Linked DNA regions of Mus musculus: region 2 is linked to region 1. Evidence: chromatin contacts called from public ChIA-PET data. All regions are on one chromosome and are shown on one strand. The core of a region is the stretch at or near the end of the contact, and the rest is flanking DNA. Distances in the headings are between cores, read along the strand shown.

Region 1 (3,895 bases), core at 871-3,370:
TGAATCAGTGTATGCTGGTGATTTTTACTGACTTTCCCTCTATATTTGGTCCCACTCCTTTCCTCTCAGTTTTGTCCCCTTTGTCCCTTGCCCTAGGAATGAAGAGGGGAGGCAGGGCTCAGGGCTGGGACACATTAAAAACCAAAGAGAACACCTGCAACACTGTTCTATTGGAGATCAAAGCTCAGTCAAGAATTACTATTAAGCTTTGATACGGAAAGAAACTGGTTCTTATCTTTCCTAGTGTGGGTTAACTGCTAGAGGTGAGACACAAGGAGAGGACAAATCTTCCCTCTTACAGGAGGGTGACTGTCCGAAACCTGAACATGCTGCCAGAAGTCCACAATCAGCTGTTCTAAGATTGTAAAGTCACAGAATGCTTCACCAAGATAGAAAATGAACAAGTATACTATGAAACTGACATATATATATATATATATATATATACATATATATATATATATATATATGAATATCCCATTTCAAAATTTGTATTGATGGGGGCTGAAGAGATGGCTCAGAGGTTAAGAGCACTGGCTGCTCTTCCAGAGATCCTGCGTTCAATTCCCAGTAACCACATGGTAGGTCATAACAATATATAATGAGGTCTGGTACCCTCTTCTGGTGTGCAGTCATACATGTAGGCAGAACACTGTATACATAGTGTTCTAAAATATATCCTTTTGAAATTCGTATTTGGCCAGGCGATGGTGGCGCACACCTCCCAGCACTTGGGAGGCAGAGGTAGGCAGATTTCTGAGTCTGAGGCCAGCGTGGTCTACAAAGTGAGTTCCAGGACAGCCAGGGCTACACAGAGAAACCCTGTCTTGAAAAAAAACAAACAGAGCAAGAGAGAGAGAGAGAGAGAGAGAGAGAGAGAGAGAGAGAGAGAGAGATTGAGATTCATATTTGTATGTGTGTGTGTGCGCGCGCGCATAAACATGCCACAGAATACTTGTAGAGGTCAAGAGGACAATTTACAGAAATCGGTTCTCTACTTCGATTATGTGGGACTCGGGGATTTAACTCAGGATGTCAGGCTCAGCCTTTTTACCTGCTGAGCCATCTCAATTCAATCCATAATCCTCATAATAAACCTTTAGAATCTATCCTCAATTTACACGTAGAAAATGCTCCAATTAAGCAGCATGTTCAAGTTCACCAGATACAAGTCATTTCTCAGACACCGGACTTCGGAGCAGCTGACTCTAAAACCCTCAAGCTCCTTCTGCAACTTGGTACAGTGAGAGAACTGCTCCAGGAGCTGCTCCCGGTCTGGTGTCCTGGCACTTCTAGTACACTTACAGTACCGAATGATCCCGTGACTTGCCCAAGTCCAGATCCTGATCATTTGCATCCTTAATTGCACACTTGATCATTTGCATCCTTAATTGCACACTCTATTCAATTCTGCAGCACTCCACTAGAAAAGTTTCCTGGCTGAGACTTAACTCAATGGTACAGCTCACGATGTGGAAGGCTCTGGATTTGATCTTCAGTGGGAGAGAAGAGATCGTTCTCTTTCACACTCTTTCCCACTTTCTAAAATCGTCATAACCACAGTCGTGAAAAGTGCCTTAAAACTTGTGTATTTTAATATCCTTAACGCATACTGCTCTGTATTAAGACATAGATGAAAATAAAAACTGCTGAGCTTCCTACATGTGCCTGCTCCAAGTTTTGAGGCTGCAGAGGCTTTGACTACAAAGCCACAGACAGCCCTCTCTCAGTGAAGCCTCTGCGGAAGCAAGCGTGTTTCCCGTTTCCATGGCAACCGTTGGCCCAAGCCAGTACCTCTTCCCGAAACGCTTCCCCAGCTCCACAATAGTACTACATCTCCGGCGCGTCACCACTCCCTACCCCAGCTTCTACTTCTAAATTTTGGTAAGACCTGGCATTTTAGGTCTCCTGATCGCTACCCGGCAAGAGCCTGCCCGGAACCTGCGTCCAGGCCAGGCCGGGGCGTGGCTTGCCGCAGCAGTCCCCGCCCATAGGCAGGCCGGAATTCCCGGCCTGGGGACCTACCATCTTATTGGTCTTTAATAGCAGTTGCTAGCAAATGAACAATATAGGTTCCCTATTAAAAAGTGACTCCTTCAGTTTGGATACAGTCTTTACCGGGAAACGGGCCAGCCCAGCGCTAGCCCCGAACCCCTACCCAACAGCCCCCAGCGTCCGCAGCCACCAGACACAGCACGTCTGTCGCGCTGTCGTCATCACGCCACGACGGAAGTCACTCGGGGCCCGGAGCCACGCCTTCTCGGCGCGCGGCCTTGGATACCTGGCGGCCTCTGGCCTCAGGTAAGGAGAGGTCGGGTTGTGCGGGCCGCCAGGTCGTTGGTCTGGCTGGAGACGATGACGGCCTCGCCATGCCGCTCTGGAGACCCCTAGGCCAGCCTTGTGGGAATCCCGAGGTCGGCAGAGGTAAACTGAGGACGCGGAAGTGGGCTGGGAACTGGTCCTGGCGATGATGTAGAATTTCTAGCTCCTCGGACTGCGCGGATTTGTCGTAGTCCTGTAGAATATGAAAAAACCTAGGATGGGGAGCCATCAAATCAGACTCAGCTATCGTTGCAACCACGCTTGGTGTTTTTCGTCACTTTGGCAAAATTTAGTATACCATGTTAGATTATTGAAGAAAAAATAAGAGAATGGTTGGGCAGTGCTACCCAAATATTGTTTCAATATTCTTATTATTACCGATTTTTAAACCTTATCCTATTCTTAGGGAAACTCATTTCTAATTCTAATAGGACAGGACCCCAGATCTACTGCTCCTTCAGAAGGAGGTGGTGGGGTTAAACTACAGTAAACTGTTACCTCGAAGTGTATTCTTCCGTTAAGAGCAATTCAGTACTCAGAGAAGGGTATTCACTTTTCCCAGAAATCTGCTCCCACCCCAAATACGTCTCAAAAGCAGAAAAATATAAATCTCAGTACTGTGATGTTTGGGTTCTTTGTGGCACCGTGTAGTAATAGGTCAATATCACTAACATGATCGTTGTGACGTTCTAATCAGGAAACTGGAGAAGGCAGAGTACAGCATTGTAGGTACACAAAATGAAAACAAGCATGTTCAAGTACAGCTCTGTTAGCCGGCTGTGATGGCACACACCTTTAACCCCAGCTTGGTCTACAGAGAGAGTGACAGTGCTACACAGGAGGAACACTGTCTCGAAAAACCATAAATAAATAAACAAAGAAAGAAAGAAAACCGGCTGGTGAGATGGCTCAGTGGGTAAGAGCACCTGACTGCTCTTCCGAAGGTCCAGAGTTCAAATCCCAGCAACCACATGGTGGCTCACAACCATCCGTAACAAGATCTGACTCCCTCTTCTGGTGTGTCTGAAGACAGCTACAGTGTATTTACATATAATAAATAAATAAATCTTTAAAAAAAAAAAAGAAAGAAAACAAGCAAAAAAATAGCCGTGTCATGTGAAGTCAACATGACAAAATGTTTTCAATTTCATTGAAGGGGTTAAGGCTGCAGCTTAGTTAATAGACTGCCTGCATGAGACCCTGGGTGTCTGCCTGGTCCTCAGAACAGGGAAAAAAAAAAAAAAGTCATTTGAGAGGCAGCGGCATGGCGGCAATGTGCCTGTAATCCCAGCACCCAGGAAACTAAGGCAAGACATTAAAGAGTTCAAGGCCGTCCTCCACTGCACAGTGCATTAGAGGCGAACCTAGATTATAGGAGATTGTCTCAGAAGAAACAGTATATTGAAGGTCTCTCCTATCAGCTCTTAAAACATGGATTGGAATTGTGCAGTCGCCTAGTAATTTAGGTAAAAAACAATGGTACCCAATATGAGCATCAGAGTAGTTTCAAATGGACCAAAAATAGTTTATATATATATATATATTTCTTTTTTATTTACATTTGTTTGTTGTG
Region 2 (3,895 bases), core at 748-3,247, 630 kb after region 1:
ACCCAGATAGAGCGGAACCAGCAACAGTTTCGAGACTGCCCCACCAGCCAAGAACAGATGGTACCCAGATAGAGCGGAACCAGCAACAGTTTCGAGACTGCCCCACATCAGTTTCAAGGTTCCCCAAATGGCCGGGACTTTCCCCTAGCCTTATTTGAACTAACCAATCAGCTCGCTTCTCGCTTCTGTACCCGCGCTTTTTGCTCCCCAGCCCTATAAAAGGAGTAAAAACTCCACACTCGGCGCGCCAGTCCTCCGATAGACTGAGTCGCCCGGGTACCCGTGTTACCAATAAAGCCTCTTGTTGTTTGCATCCGAATCGTGGTCTCGCTGTTCCTTGGGAGGGTCTCCTCAGATTGATCGACTACCCGTCTCGGGGGGTCTTTCAGCAAGACCTAATCACCTGAGTTACTCATCACCAAAACTCAGTCTTCCACAGATACACTCTTTTCAGGAAAAAAAAAAAAAAAAAAAAAGCCAGGAAAGTGGCATACTTCTGTAACCGCAGCACTCAGGAGGCTGAGGCAGAAGGATCTGCAGTTCTAGACAGGCTGAGCTAACAGAGTGAAATCCTGCCCCCACCCCCACCCCGCCGCCCCAAGTAATAATAATGTGAAGCATTTTACTAAGACATGCCAGTAGTGGGGACTCACATCTGTAGTTTCGGCACTAGGCTGAGGTAGGAGGATTGCTAAAAGTTCAAGGCCAACCTGGGCTACAACGTAAAACCATATTTCAAAAAAAGTAAAGGCCAAACTTCTTTGCCAGGAGTAACACCTTCCTACAATCCCAATAAGGAGAACTGTGAATGAAAGGCCAGCATGGGATACTCAGGGAGATCTGGTGACCTATCTCAATAAGGCAAAAATTAAACACGTACAAAAGTCCTTTGAAATCTTTAATCCAGACTGGACTGGAGGTGTAGCTGGAGGAGCTCTCAGAGATAAGCTTTGGACAAACAAGGTCCTGGGTGCAATCTTAAACACCCAGAATGACCAAAGAGATTGCCTAAAAAATAAAGGCATACAGTGGGTATCTGCATGATTTGGCTCCCTGATATTCTGTCCCCCTTTTTTGGCGTGGGATGGGAGATGGGGGTGGATAGTGGCAATTGGAGACTAAACCCACAGCCTCTAAAAACCTACCCATAAACTGTAATTTGCACCTCCCTGTTTTGAGACAGGGTCTCAAAACAAATAACAAATGATCTGCCATGGCCCTCCACAGCCTTTAATTTCGTACTCTTCTCTCATTCCACTCTGGTATCCTAACCCCCTACTGGGTAAAAACTGAATTAACAATATATGCAAGGAGTTTCTAGATATGAACACCTGGATAGGATATTTTCAAATTATGGTTTTAAACCAGGAGGAGAAAAATATACAAGATATCTTCGACATTACTTCTGCCCTGAGACATGCCATTGACATGAGCAGAGCCTGAGTCCTTGGTTCATTACATCAGCTCGGGAAGGAGAAAACAATTAGGCACTGTGGTTCAAGCTACCAAGTTCCTCTGAGGCAGATTTGTTAGATTATTCCTTAGGTTAAAGAGATCCTAAAATTAACTTCTAAAAACGTTTTACCATTGACAAGGGGAATCGGACTAATTTCTTTACTTTATCCTCACAACAGTTCTGGAGGAGAGGAATGCTAGGGTGTTTAATTCGAAAATATTTAGGCCGCGGGGCTTCTAATTAAACGCCTTTTGCTCGCGACCTGCAGCAGGGCTGACTTAAAAGCCCCGCTCCCAACCCCACTCAGTAGCGCTGGCATATGCCGAACTATGAAGAAAAATGACTACAGTGGCCCTAAATTCCCTGACGCCATCCTCTAGCCACTCAGGAACCCGCGCCGTGGAACCTCGGCGTCGCCTGGCCGCGGGAACCCTGGGTCCGGAAGGCTGGCGGGGGCGGGGCGTCGAAATTGTAAACAATGGCGGTCCGGCCTCCCGCGACCCTCCGCCCACAGCGAGAGCCAGCCGAGCCGCCGCACCCCGACTCCGGGACGACGGCTACCGGGCCTGGACCCTGGGCCTGCCCGCTCCTCTCTGTTAGCCTCAGAGAGTGGAGGGTCCGCCTCGGGCGGCCCGACACCCACCCCCTGCGCGCCTCAGGCCCCGGACGGCCGAGGCCTCGGGACTCACCCAGCTGGCGAGGGAGAAGACGCCGAGGACGGCCCCCATGGTGACGCCGGGGCCGAGACCGACCGCTCCGAGCGGATCCTAACTGCTGACTGAGGCGTCGCCTCAGAAACGCGACGGATCCTCAAGCCGGAAACAGGGCCCGCCCTTCGCAGGACGCCCAGTTTACGTCATTGGGTGGCCCCGCCCACGGAGGGGGAGAAGGCGGAGCCTAAGACTGCTGGGGTGGCAGAGGACGTAGAGGGTTCGTGGCATACAACTCCGGGCTCGCTTGGGGCGCTGGTGGTCAGAGGCAACATAAAGGTGCAGAAAGACAGCATGTTCCCTACGAACTGCACTTATCCTCGGAAGAAGCTACATCCGAATTAAATAAAGATCCTACAGACTGTTAAGTCGTGGCTGGGCAGTACTTTGTGATTATTGAGAGATGGAATGTTGGCAAACTCAGAGGCAAACAGGCTATGTTGGGCCATTCAATAATCAGTTAGCATCTGTAATCCCAGAACTAAAGAGGATGAGGCTGGAGGATCAGGAGTTCAAAACTATCCTGTGCTACATAGAGTTTCAGACGAACAAAAAAGCCACTCTTCTTACCCCACACCCTACCGGAAACTTCTCCAGCCTTGTCTCCCCTTCCCCTTTCCCCCTTCCTCTTTTCCCCTGCCCCCCTTTCCCCCTGCCCCCTCCCTCCGCGGGGGTCAGTCTGCTGGCCAGGTTCAGCTCACTACTTTCCCTGTCCTAGACTCTTCCCGATGCCTCTGGCTGTACTCGTTCTCATATCTATAATAAAAATTTTCTCCTCAGCCATACCTTGGAGCAGTCATGTCCTCATTTTGTTGGGAACAAGCAAAAGAAACTTATGCTAAGTACTACCGTTTTCGTTTTCTAAATTCAAGGTCTCAGGCCCTGGGGGAGCTGGGGACTTTACCAACAGCTCAGCAACCTCGGTTGAAAACAATTGTCTGAGTCCAGATATTTCAGGGACAACTTCCCCTCCTTGAAGGCCGGGCCAAACAAGGTCCTGCTCCGAATGCCTACCCCACTTGTCCAAATGTTTTCTTGTCTGTTAACCAGTAAAGAATATAGAAACTACTGTTATCTGAGCCAACATGCATAAGTTATAAAAACCTATAACCATTGCCTGTTATGCACTAATTGACTACATGCAGCTCGCCCACTCCTCTGTTCCCTTATCATTCTAAAATTCCGGGCCAGAGTCCAGAAGACTTGACTCCAAGAGCTGAATTAATGACCTTGAAGCCAGGTGCCCAGGATACAGCCCAGTCTCCAATAGGTACCCATAATATCAAAATACAATTAGATAATACTGAGGCTCCCCACTACCCCCTGCTTTGGGTTCCCATCCCTTAAAAATGTACAGATCCCAGCCAGGCGGTGGTGGTGCACGCCTTTAATCCCAGCACTTGGGAGGCAGGGGCAGGAGGATTTCTGAGTTTGAGGCCAGCCTGGTCTACAGAGTGAGTTCCAGGACAGCCAGGGCTACACTGAGAAACCCTGTCTCGAAAAACCAAAAAAAAAAAAAAAAAAAAAAAAAAAAAAAAAAAAAGTACAGATCCCAAACTGGCCGGCTCCCTGCATGCTTAGAAAATAAAGCTTTCAGTTTTAAGCTTATCTCTGGAAATGAGTTTTCTTTTTTCTGGCTTCCACCCAGAAACCAACAATTTCACTCAATAAGTAATATGAGATGGTATATACAGGAGGATTTTTTTTTCAGTAGAAGTTTATTCAAGGG

The links. ChIA-PET counts read pairs in DNA pulled down with a chosen protein or histone mark.
Region 2: an RNA polymerase II ChIA-PET map of memory CD8 T cells shows a contact between it and region 1, with 12 read pairs. The contact joins the promoter of 0610039K10Rik here to the promoter of Ift52 in region 1. A contact is called at or near these places in 1 of 39 promoter capture datasets (cranial neural crest) and 1 of 115 datasets of contacts at active chromatin or transcription factors (memory CD8 T cells).

What each region holds. Positions count from the first base shown.
Region 1 is chr2:163,015,233-163,019,127 of GRCm38.p6, forward strand. It overlaps Ift52 (intraflagellar transport 52), which reads left to right and starts at 2,121. Exons shown (of 13, transcript NM_172150.5): 1 at 2,121-2,301.
Region 2 is chr2:163,642,853-163,646,747 of GRCm38.p6, forward strand. 0610039K10Rik (RIKEN cDNA 0610039K10 gene) reads left to right here and starts at 1,998. Exons shown (of 1, transcript NR_028113.1): 1 at 1,998-2,948. It overlaps Serinc3 (serine incorporator 3), which reads right to left and starts at 2,291. Exons shown (of 10, transcript NM_012032.4): 1 at 2,146-2,291. The coding sequence starts at 2,184.